Linked DNA regions of Callithrix jacchus: region 2 is linked to region 1. The links are chromatin contacts, called in public Hi-C maps. All regions are on one chromosome and are shown on one strand. Each heading gives the region's core, a stretch centred on a gene start, on an enhancer-like site or on the middle of the called end of the contact. The rest is flanking DNA. Distances are from core to core; before and after follow the strand shown. Region 1 overlaps SYN2 (synapsin II). Region 2 has its middle 5.6 kb from the start of TSEN2.

Region 1 (6,465 bases), core at 3,362-5,861:
AAAGGACCTGAGGCAATTAATAATTTAAAAATATAACCAACAAAATAAGGATTAAAGAACAATCAATGAATAAAAGGAAATTAATTAGACCAATAAAGAAGGTAGGGGGAAAAGACTGAGGAAAACCATTGCCTCTGAACACAAAATTTATCCCATATTTCTGAGCAGTCAAGAAAATGGGTCAAGCTGAGTTACACAGTACATAGTATCTTTCCAGTTTGTCATGGATCTAGAGGAACCTCACATTAATGCTTTAATTAATCCCCATAATAGTTAATGAATCCCTTATAAGCAGATATGTTTATGCTTATATTAATTTCTGCCTTGCTACAACCTGCCCTGCCCACATTAGAGTTCCTTATCTGCCCATTTAGGCTGTTTCTCTATTTGTCAAAAGGGCCTTTTCACACTCTACCTCTTAGGTAGATCAAGCTTGCTTTTCTAGTGCTTGAAATTTCCAGCTGTAATACTTCACTGGAGATTTTTTGGGAGTCTCTCCCCAAACTAAAGGAGATATAAACCAATATTTATTGGACATCATGTTCTACGGATTATATGCGAGTTGTTTTCAAGAACATCTCATTTAGTCCTTATAACAATGTATAAGATAGGGAGAAGGGAGAAAAATCTTTATTTCAAAGACAAAGAAACCAAGATTCAGAATTGAAAATGGCATATTCAAGGCCCTATAGCAAGTTAGTGGCAGAGCCAGTATTCACAGCCAAGTCTGTGGCACTCTGAGCCAAATGCCCCTCACACAGCAGACACTGTCTCCCTCTGGTGATCTATCTCTCCATCTCTGCTCACACCACTACAAAAATGGACTTACCCTGTGTGTGCTGCATTGCATTTGTTCCCATTTTCCTTATTCTATTCACAAGGGACTTAATGATGTTGTGAGCACTAGTCCCACTACAAATACTTCCTACCCTGGTTCCTGTCAACTACCCAGGACGAGGCCAGGCTGTTTCCTTTTCTCTATGGATTCTGGAACAGCCCGTTCTAGGAAGTTGCCATTTATCCTATCCAAGTCCCTGGTCACCCTCAAATTGTTCCTCTGAGGCATTCAGCCATCCTGGAGTTGGACCACTTAAGTCCATCCCCCACCTCTGCCCCAATTCCTTATTAAGCTTCACACCAGCTTGTTTCCAGGACCCTGATCAACATTCACAGCTCAGCAAGCCCCTCAGGCAGGGGCCCTGTAGCATATTCCCTTTCTTTGCCTTTACAGGTTTAACTAATAGAGTCTAGTATGGCACTATCACTTCTCTGCAGACCTTGGAATCTGCATGTCTTTGTCCATGACTATAATGAGGAGGAACTGGAGTAAACGACCCATGAGATACCTCTCTTTCATTGGTGAGGTATGTCTACCTTGTTATCAGCAATACTTTTCTGATGCTTCCTCCTATTTTCCTGTCTACAAATAGCTCTCCTTCTGTGAGGTAAACCTTAGAGATATTAACAATAACTTCTCATTTGGTATGGTGCCTTGCATTTGCAAAGCATGTTCCTTGCCCTAGTTGTTCCTCACAACTCTGAAGCAGCCAGGAGAGATAATGCGGTCCTTTTGGCTGTTGGGAAACTGAAGCCCAGGACAATTAAATAACATGCCCAAATCAGAAAAGTTCCTGGGAGTTACGGCCTGAACTAAGAATTTACATCAAGGTGCTTACATGCTGCCAGGTTTCCTAATTCACTCATTTATTTTGTGGGTTTTGAACACTGATATTAAAGTATATTTATAGATTTTGGCTGGGTTTGTTTGCCACTTCCTGCACCTGCCCATTGACCAAGTTGGCTAATGAACTGTTTTCATGCCTTCCCTCCACCCCCACCTCTCTAGCTATCCTAATGCCTTTTCCTTAAGGTAATTTGTCCTGTTGGAAATCTTAGTGTGTGTTTCCTGGCCCAGAGTCACTGACCTCTCTTGGCTGAGCCACCACCTTATAGAAAAGGAGCCAAGATGGCCGGCAGATGGGACACAGAGCTCTCCTGTGGAGAATGAGCACATTCTTGCAGCTCCAGGCTCTTGGACATTTTAATTCTAGGTATTTTCATAAAAATTGTGTAACTTGCTAGCAAATGATAGAAGTGCTTCCTGATACTAAGGGAGCACTAGTACAGGGCAGTGTAATAGAATCCAGAGGATGGGCTTTGGAATCACAATCTGGGGTACAAATTCTAGCTGTACCCTGTCCTAGCTGTGTGACCTTAGCGGGGTTTATTTTTTAAAAATAGTATGTCATGTGGTTAAACCCATCAACCAATCTATCTTTAAAACTATATAAAAGGATAAAGTGAAAAGTAAAATTTTCTCTTTTCCCATTCCTCTCTTATCATACATAGTTCCCATTATCAATTATAAGCATATATTTCCAGTGGGGAAGAAAAAAATTGTGACTATACCTGCATACATATATGCTTCAAGCACATACATATGGCATGCTACATAAATTCTTTTTTTGAAACTTGATTTTATTTTTCACACTTAAAAATATATCTTAGTGATATGCTTTCAGCACATATTGATGAGCTTCTTCCTTTTTAATATGAAATTCCATTTGAAGGAAATACAGTAATTTAACCAATATTTATTGGTACACATTTATTGGTATTGGCATTATTTATTGGTAAACACATTAGATTTCTTGTTTCTTGTTTTTGCTATTACAAACAATGCTACAATGGCTTATATTTAAAAATATATCCATAGGATAAATAATTTATGACAGAATTGCTGGTGCAAGGAACAGACACAGTTATGGTTTTTACTGATATTGCCAAACGGTCCTCCACCCAAGAAAAAGATACTATTCTCACCAGCATTTGAAAGTTTGTGAAAACTACTCTATTTCCCTTAGTTTTCCCACACAGTCCCCAGCAGAAGATAGGAACAGATAAGATACCCAGTATGAACTTTTTTTCTTTTTTTGAGACAGGGTCTTGCTCTGTTGCCCAGGCTGGAGTGAGTGTTGCAATCATGACTCACTGTAGCCTCAACCTCCTGAGCTCCAGTGATCCTCCTGCCTCAGCCTCCCAAGTAGCTGGAATTACAGGCACATGCCACCATGCCAGGCTAATTTAAAAAATTTTTTGTAGAGACAAGGTCTCACTATGTTGCCCAGGCTGTTCTTGAACTCTTGTCCTACCTTGGACTCTGAAAGTGCTGGGATTCTAGGAGTGAGCCACCATGCCCTGCCAATATGGACTTTCTGATTGGCAGTCTTGTCAAATAAATCTAAATTCATCCCCTTGTGCTCAATCCTAAACAGAACCCAAGATGTACATCCTTGAAACACAGACTAAAAATATCTGTAGTGCCTGTGTTGTCAATTTCCCCCTATTGTAACATTTTCTTAACAAGCCTAGCAGCTGAGGATCTATGTAAGTTTAATGGCTTGCAGCTTCCTTGATGGACCAGGTAATGAACCATCTCCCCTTATTGCTAAAATGAGCAAAAGCTTCTAGATTTAACTCTTGTTACTCAAGAAAGTGAATACCTTCATCAATTCCCATCTACCTACCAACGAGGGCTTGTGAGGGTGAGGAATATGACTTCAGAGACTTCTCTCCTAACGCCCCCACAACACTTGGCTCAACCCAGGCAAGCCTAGCTTAAATACTCCCTCTTTTATGCATGGGACAATGAAGAAAGAGTTCTAGAAATAGGAGCCGGGGAAGCTGAGTTCAGGCCTACTTCTATCACTTTTCAGCTGTGTGACTTTGGGCAAGTAATGCCTCTCTGAGTCTCAGTTGTGTCATTTATAAAATAGGGCTAATGATGATCCTAATAGTGAACACCTGTGATGTACTAAGCACTATTCTAAGTGTTTTATGTACTTTACCTCATTTAATAATGTTTAGCTCACAGGTGGTTGTGAAGATTTAATGAAATCAGATGACATGAAAATGTTTTGGAAATGCTGAAATGTTATGCAAATATGAAGCACTGTTAGCAAAAAGCTGCACACATTTATGCTATTTTAAAATGACTACAGCAAACATGGCTTCTTCCTTTCCTGAACTTTCATCACATTTATTGTCTGCTCATATTTGGCTCATAGCATTATCATCTTACAACACCTTTCAAAGTTAGTTGTCTAAGAATTGGACACCCCTCCCCCACCTCTGCCCACAGACCACTAGATTATGTAAGAATGCTTCAGAGCAGGTACGATCCATATGTGAGTCTTGGATTTTTCAGAACATTTTCAATTTTAAATACTGATTATGTTTTATTGTTTGATTATATACTCTAGGCCTGTACAAATATAAACACTATATCCATAGATTTCCAAATCCTACGCAGAGCTATGACTTAGTAGCCTCACAATCAGGACTTGCTTATTGACTGGAGAAGTTAGGAATGGTGGTTTGGGCTGGACCACTGGAGAAAACCAGAAGAGACCAGTCTCAGGACGGTGTCTATTTCTGCAGGCCCAGCCATCTTCTCTCTTCTCACATGTGTCAATCCCAAGAGTCAAGTTTTTTCCTTCCTCTCCTTGCCCACATGAAAACCTGTTTACAATGCCTGTCTATATTGGTACTAAGGACCTGAAACAACCTAGAGTATAAATCCTCCCCCAGATGACTGTAATTTGCATAAAGATCAAATCTCAGACAAGAAGATGACAACACTAAAGGTGGATTCACATGCTCCAGTAGGCATTTAGGGAGGAAAAGACTTTCTTACAGCTCTGGAAATAGTCCAGCACCTAGTAAATTCCTAGCGCTGGTTTGGACATTTATCTTTAGCAAAGTACTAGTTTCTGGCTCTTAGTGACTCTGACTCGGGCCTTGTTCTTTCAACCAAGCATCTCAAGGCTTCAAGAAGTTAGAAAATAAACTAGAAATAGTAGGAAATTCCTGTTTCCCAGCCTATACTGTTAGGGTAAAATGAAGCCTGCCTCCTGGTGCAGTTTGTGAGCGACTGCCGCCACCCACTGGCAAGATGAATATTGCAGCTAACTGCAGTCAGCTCACCACTCACTGCACTGGCTGAATAGCCATGGACCCTAGAGGCTTATTTGCTGCTCTGCAAAACCATACCTGAAGATTAACTGTCTCGTCTAAAAAGTATGCATCCACTCCCCTCCCCCAAACAAGGTGGATAGCTAGATTTTGCAACTTGTAGAAAGAAATGCCGTGGTTAATCAGTAAATTAAGCAAAAATTTACTGAGTACCCAGTTATAGGCTGGAACTATAAAAATTGACAACCATTAGTGGTCACCAAGTAAAGAAGGCACAATCTACAAAAGGACACCAATATCTGCATGGGGGTCACTGCTAATTTTCCATTCAACTCTTCAGATTTACATCTAGCATTCACATTTCTACCTTTCAATCTTTTACTTTAAAAAAAAATTTAAGCACACAACTAAAACAGTAAGTTTCATGTAGCCCAGGAAGATGTACAGTGGAAAGAAAGGTTCCTCTACTTCATTTGTCAGTGGAGAAACAGAAACAAAAACGAAAGACTGTAGTAATTCAGGGTATCAACTGCAGCAGACATACAAGCATAGCATTATGGGAACCCAAAGGAGGGAGCCATTCTCCCTGCCTGGAGAAGTCCAGGAATGCTCCACAAAGACTGAACTGAGTCTTAAAGAATGAGTAGGAATTAGCCACACAGGAAGGAGGACACAGGATTGCAATGTAAGGGCAAAGGCACAGAAGCTTGGGTGGGGCTCTGGGCAATACACTGCTGGATGAGCACTGAAGAGCAGAGGTTCCAAGGTAGGTCTGAGAGGAGAGCAAAGGGCTTTAAATGTCAGGCGGAGTCACTAGGACTTGAGGGCTAGCCTCCAGATGATTTTTTACAAATTTTCATTACAGAAATATCCTCAATAATCATCAACATTTTACCAATCTTTTTCATTTATTACTCTCACTGTTTTTGTTGTTGAGACCATGGTTTGAGTATTTTAAGGCAAATTCCAACATGTCATTTCTCCTGCCAATTTTTTTGAGTCAGAGTTTCGCTCTTGTTGCCCAAGCTGGAGTGTAGTGGCACGATCTTGGCTCACCTCAACCTCCACCTCCTGGGTTCAAGCGATTCTCCTACCTCAGCCTCCCAAGTAGGCTAATTTTTTATGTTTTTAGTAGAGAGTTTCTCCATGTTAGTCAGGGTGGTCTCGAACTCCCGACCTCAGATGATCCGCCTACCTTAGCCTCGCAAAGTGCTGGGATTACAGGTGTGAGCACCATGCCTGGCCTCAATTTTTAAGTTTCCTCTCTAACTGGTAAAGATTCTTATTTTTATTATTTACAGTGGCAAAATAGACATAATGACATTTTCCATTTAAACAAAAAACATACACTTTTATGTATATTCACAATGTTGTGCAACCACCACCACTACCTATTTTTCAAACTTTTTCATCATCCCAAACAAAAACTCTGTAATCAATAAGCAATAACTCCCCATTCCTCTCTCCCCTCAGTCCCAGGTAACCTCTAAT
Region 2 (6,054 bases), core at 3,170-5,669, 340 kb before region 1:
GGGCAACAAGAGCAAAACTTTGTCCCAAAAACTAAAAATAAAAAAAATATATAAATAATTGCTTCCACAACCTTCAACTTTTGGTATCTCATTTCTTTTGCATTCTCCATATAAACACTTTTATCTCCTTGCTGGAGTATTTTACAACAATCTTAGACATTATATAACCTCATGATATTTCAGTAGTATCTCTAATAGATAAGGACTTAATTTTATTACAATGCATCTGCATTTATATATATATGTATATACACACACACAGGCATGTGTCAACTGTGTAGTTCTCATTATCTGAGGTAATTCTGTTCTATAAAGTTGCTACAAACACTGAATTAGTAAATACTGAACTACTGTTTCCAGGAGAAATTACAAGGTTAGGTGTCCGTGAGTCTGCTCACAACATTTTCATCAACTGATCAATACATAAACTCATTTTATGTGTTTCTGTTTAAAGACACCTTATATAATTTGTTGATTCATCAACACTGAACTCGCAGCCAACAGCACTATAACTCCTACCTAAAGGCACACCTGTTTCCTCCAATAAGGCACATTTATCTGACACACCTGTTTTCTCCAATAAGGCACATTTCTTGGCTGGGGAACACCAGACAGAACTTCAGCACTCCACTTGGGGCCTTTTAAACAGTTAAATCACCAATAAAAAAGCACAAAAATATGAAAAACATGGCACAAACTAGAGCTCAAAAAAGCATACTTATTTATGGTACGAAAGCGAAAACTAGAAGGCAGAGTCTCCTTGTTCAACTTCAGCTGGGAATGTACACGTTGGGTGACTCAAATTTTTTGGTGCTCTGTGCACGCACATAACTGCAGATAACTGTGACAGTGAAGTATTGATTATGATGTTACAAATAAGTTTTAGCAACTAGCTGAGTTTGTCAATACAGAATCCAAGAATAGGGATGATTGACTACACCAACATATCGCCAGTAGCACTAGCACATTTAATAAAATGAACAGTTATCTGTGAAATGTGCCACAGAACCCCTGAGTAATATTTGGGATATACTTAAGAAAAAAGATGATCTGAAATTCAAGTTCATCTGAGTACCTTATATTTTATCTGGCCACACTAGTAACAATTTATTGGGCATTTACTATGTGCCAGCCACTTTTGCATCCATGATCTTATTTAATTCTCACACCAGGGATGTGAGACTGGTGTTCTTACCTCTGTTCTGCAGCCAAGGTTACCGCACATACCCTTGGTGTCATTGCTAGGAAGTAGTGAAGGCCAGATGAGGATATGGATCTACAGGGCTTATGCCCTTTTAATCTGTCATGCTGGATACAGGAGGACAGCGGATTAAGAAAATACAACAGGCCAGGCACAGTGGGCTCATGCCTGTAATCCCAGCACTTTGGGAGGCCATGGTGGGTGGATCACCTGAGGTCAGGAGTTCAAGACCAGCCTGGCCAACACAGAGGAAACCCAGTCTCTACTTAAAAAAAAATACAAAAATTAGCCAGACGTGGTGGCACACGCCTGTAATCCCAGCTACTCAGGAGGCTGAGGCAGAATAGCTTAAAACTGGGAGGTGGAGGTTGCAGTAAGCTGAGATCATGCCACTACACTCCAGTCTGGGCCACAGGGTGAGACTTGGTCTCAAAAAAAGAAAAAACAAACAAACAAACAAAAAGAGAAACAAAACAAACAAAAACCAGGCAACATTCAATATTGAAATATAAAAGTAACGGTTAAGTGTCGGTGGGAGGTCAGGGAAGACCAGGATGAGTTGAAGAGGTAGCCTATGAGCTGTGCCTGGAGGGGAGGTTAGCCTTAGGAGGTGGAAAGGAAGAGGGCAAGTGGCTGTCTGGGGCACCAGGGCACGCCCATATGCAAGGCTGGAATGGGCCTTGGTTCCGGAGCCAGGGAGGAGCTGGGCCTGGCCGGGGCAGGAGGTCAGAGCTGTGATAAGGTCTGATAGGTAGGGCGGGGACCGATTGTGGAGGCACTTGAATTCCAGGCTTGGCTTTTGGACTTTACCCTGCAGACAATGGGGAGCCACCAGCGTTTCTGAGCAGGGCAGGGCAGCCCCAGCTGTCGCCCCACTGTTTTTCTGAGACAGCATCAAACCCTGTAGTATTTCCTAGAGTCCACCAGATGGAGACATTTCAGCAAATTTAAACCACCTAGTTTCTGGCTGTCACTGCTTTACTGATGTAAAAACAAAATACAGGGATCCTACTAAGCTCCAAGTCTTTACTCAGCATCCTCAGCAGAAAATGCAAGGGCTGTGAAACAAAAATCAAATCAGAGACATAGTCCAGCTTCACTCTGTTGGTGAGCAAAGAGGGACTGAGTCTCAGCAGCTCTTTGAGGTCCCTGTTATCCCATTTACAGGTGAGGAAGCTCAGATTCTGCAGTGGACATTTATGCCATTATTTACCAGACTAACACCAGGCTGGGCTATGGGATAGAGTTGACACTGTGTGTGAAGGGACAGGCTGGGCAAGCCCCCAAGGCATTGCCTTGCTGTGTGGGCTCTAAGGGCTGAGAGTCCCTTGTGCAAAGGGTAAAGAATTACCTGAGATCCAAAAAGATCTGTAGCGCTGATGATGAAAGCTATCTGGATTCCTACCATCTGCACTAATCCAGGTTTGTTTAAAGACAGACCCACTTAACTCTCTCCAGCAGCCTCGTGAGTTGCTGGATCATCATACTCATTTTATAGGTAAGAAAACAGATTCAGAGAGGTGAGATGAGTTGCCCAAGGTCACAAAGGGAGTATAAACATCAGGGAGGCGGACAGCCTTGGTGGCTCATGCCTATAATCCCAGAACTTTGAGAGGCTGAGGTAGGTGGATCACCTGAGGTCTAGAGTTTGAGACCGGCCTGGCCAGCAAGAGAAAACCCCATCTCTACTAAAAATACAAAAATTAGCCAAGTATGGTGGCACGTGCCTGTAATCCCAGCTACTTGGGAGGCTGAGGCAGGAGAATCGCTTGAGCCTGGGAGGCATAGGTTGCAGTGAGCTGAGATTTTGTCACTGCACTCCAGCCTGGATGACAGAGTGAGACTTCATCTCAAAAAAAAAAAAACAACCAAAGAAAACAAAAAAACAAAACACAACAAAAAACAACAGAGGGTGGACTAGATTTCATACTCCTATTCCTGCCCTGTTTCTTTCCATGAACAATCAAACAAACTCTACTTCTCCGTAAATTTCCTAGAGAAACTTAGGCATCTGTGTCCAAAGAAACAAATACAAATATTTTAATTAAAGCATTATGATTTCTAATTTTTTTTAAAAAGAGACAACCTTTACCCAGGCATGGTGGTGCATGCCTGTGGTCCCAACTACTATGAAGGCTGAGGCAGGAGGACAGTTTGAGGCCAGGAGTTCAAGGCAGCAGTGAGCCATGATCACTCCACTGCACTCCAGCCTGGGTAACAGAACAAGAACTTGTCTCAAAAAAAAAAAAAAAAAGACAACCTAAATGTTCATCCCTAGAGAAATGGATATGTAAAACATGGTATAAAATGTTCATACGGTGGAATACTATGTAGCAATGCAGCAGCTGAAAGGAGTGAACAGTTTTTTTTTTTTTGAGACAGGGTCTGGCTCTGTCACCCAGGCTGGAATGCAATGGAGTGATCACAGCTCACTGTAGCCTTAAACTCCTTGCCCCAAGCCATCTTCCTGTCTCAGCCTCCTGGGTAGCTGCAACTACATGCCTGTGCCACCACACCTAGCTAATTTAGAACATTTTTGTAGAGACAGGATCTCACTATATTGTGCAGGCTGGATCTCTTTTATAGACAATATATATTAATGTAGGTAGATTTCAAAAACGTAACATTTGTTGATAAAGGCAAGATGTATACCAATGTGAATCATATGATACCATTTATGTAAATTAATATATAATCAAATGCTAAATGTATGTATAGATACATTAAAATATTTGAAAATAACAGGAAGGATATACACCAAATTCATTAGTTATCTGTGGGACTTGGGTAGTAGATAAAGGGACTTCAGCTTTGTCTCTATTATTTTCTAAAAAGAAAAAAAAACAATTAGAAGCAAATATGGGTGGTGGGATTATAGGTGATTGTTGAACGTTGTATTCATTTGTATATCTGAATATTTGTGCAAAAAGATGCTTCAAGCAAACAAACAAGTACAAAGCTAGGAAACAACAAAAACCAAAGTAATTTTGCTATTTAAGATCAACAGTTTGAAGATGGAGGCAGCCAGTACTCCAGGAGGGCCTCGAGGAGCCTGGGAAGGAGGTCAAGAGCTCATAAGTGCTGGTCCTGCACAGAGGCTTGGGATTTGTTGTTGTGGAAATATGGCATGGTAGGGTCCCTTTCACCAGCATTTCCAGGGCAGGAGCCCAGTCCTGGCATTCCACCAATGATCCCACCACTCTGCGACTGCCATCCCTGCCAGAGAGAAGTGAGTGCCAGGTGAGGATCGCTTCAAGGAGGAAACAGAGGACGGAGGAGCAGGTGCAGGGGCCCTGGGGAAAATGTGGCTCCTCCTGTGGGAGCAGGGTGGCTGGCAGTGGCCACACTTTCTAGTTTCTCGCCCTCTTTCCCTTCTTTTTGGCTATTTTCTCTGAACTCATGGTCAAATAGACCATTCCTTAATGTGTGTCCTTGACAGACCACGCCCACGTTCCAGCACCAGGCACTCCAACTGGAATAAAAGTGCAGTCCTCATTTTGCAGGTCTCCCAGGGCTGTGCTGACGTCGTGAAATCACAGCCCTAGTGTTCTTTGGAAACTGTTCCTCACTACCAAGAGATAAAGGATCATCACTTCTCCTCTTTCCCTGCTTCCTTTCCATTTGTCATAGTACACAAAATAATATGGGTACACACTGAGCCTAGAGTTTAACTTTCATTGCCCCGTTTTCCCACTCTTTGATTCCTCACCATGCCTCTGTTAGTAAATATTTTTATTCTCCCCATTTTAAAGATGAGGAAAGTGAGGCTCAGAGAAGTTAAATAATTTACCCAAGGTAACCCAGCTAAGAAGTGGCAACAGTGAGATTTAAACCCACGTCCTCCAACACAACAGGCCCTTTGGCCTATGTTGATGAATTTTATGTACAATGTCTTTTATGATCTCATATCTTATCCGAAAAGAAGGTACAGACCATCTTTTGCGTTTTGTTCCCTCTCTCTCTCTCTTTCCCTCTCAAAATAACATAAAAATCTTCTCTGTTGCAAATTGTTTTTGCCTTGCATGTGACACCCCTGTAGGTCCCCACCTCTGAGCTCAGAATTTTAAACTCCTGGGTGGCTGAAAAACTCTGCTCTCCTCACAAGAGAGATGGAAGAAGAGGCCGAACATGGCCCAAACCTGGCTTTTCTGCTTGCCTGGGTGCATCTGCCTCAGATGTCAAAAGGCCTGAATTCCAGGCAAACCAGGAATAATGCCCCAGTCATCAAATTTGAAACCAAAACTCAGCAAAGACATATATTTGCTGCCAGAAAGCAAATAGCTTTTTCTTTCTCATTTTTTTTCACCCAAACAAAACATCCTCTTATGAAATATGTCCAATTTGCAATATTTACTTTCCCTTTATTTAATAACAGGAAAGGGTTTTCTGGACTTTTGTTGATTTTTGCATTTCTTATTAAAATTCTTAAGGGGGTTTTGGGGGAACTTAATCAGCAAAAAGGAGGAAAAAAATCTCATGTGCATTCCACAGGACTTATTAATGGAGGAAACTTGCTGTTTGTTTAAGAGCATTTTCTGATGGGAGAAGGCAAATCCTCACGTGTTCGAGTCTCTTCCTTTTCTGTGCTTCCTTCTTGACTGTCTCCAAAGCATTTCCGAATCCGTTGTTCCAAACCTTTTGCCCAAGAAGATGGAGTGCAGTTTATGCCCCACTGCTGGGCTGGAGGGAAGCTCGCATTCACTGAGCACCCCAGCGCAGGTGCTCTACTCATGACCTCAGTTTACCTCAAACCAGCCCTCGGGGCGCTACTATAGGGACATTTGTCAGATGAGGAAACTGAGGCTGAGAGGGTGGAGTCCCTTGTCCAGTCTCCCTTTCCTTATAGCTTATAT

The links. A called contact is a pair of places that touch in the nucleus more often than the background predicts.
Region 2: a Hi-C map of skeletal muscle shows a contact between it and region 1, with 17 times the contacts expected there. The contact joins two enhancer-like sites. A contact is called at or near these places in 3 of 3 Hi-C or Micro-C datasets (induced pluripotent stem cells and skeletal muscle).

What each region holds. Positions count from the first base shown.
Region 1 is chr15:69,304,352-69,310,816 of calJac240_pri, reverse strand. The region is part of intron 1 of SYN2 (synapsin II); the gene reads right to left. Among named protein-coding and RNA genes, the nearest start is that of TIMP4, 21 kb to the left of the region's middle. Within about 2 kb of position 4,611, at least 2 of the 16 cell types and tissues checked have an H3K27ac peak or open chromatin away from gene starts, as enhancers often do.
Region 2 is chr15:69,640,511-69,646,564 of calJac240_pri, reverse strand. No RefSeq gene overlaps it. Among named protein-coding and RNA genes, the nearest start is that of TSEN2, 5.6 kb to the left of the region's middle. Within about 2 kb of position 4,419, at least 3 of the 16 cell types and tissues checked have an H3K27ac peak or open chromatin away from gene starts, as enhancers often do.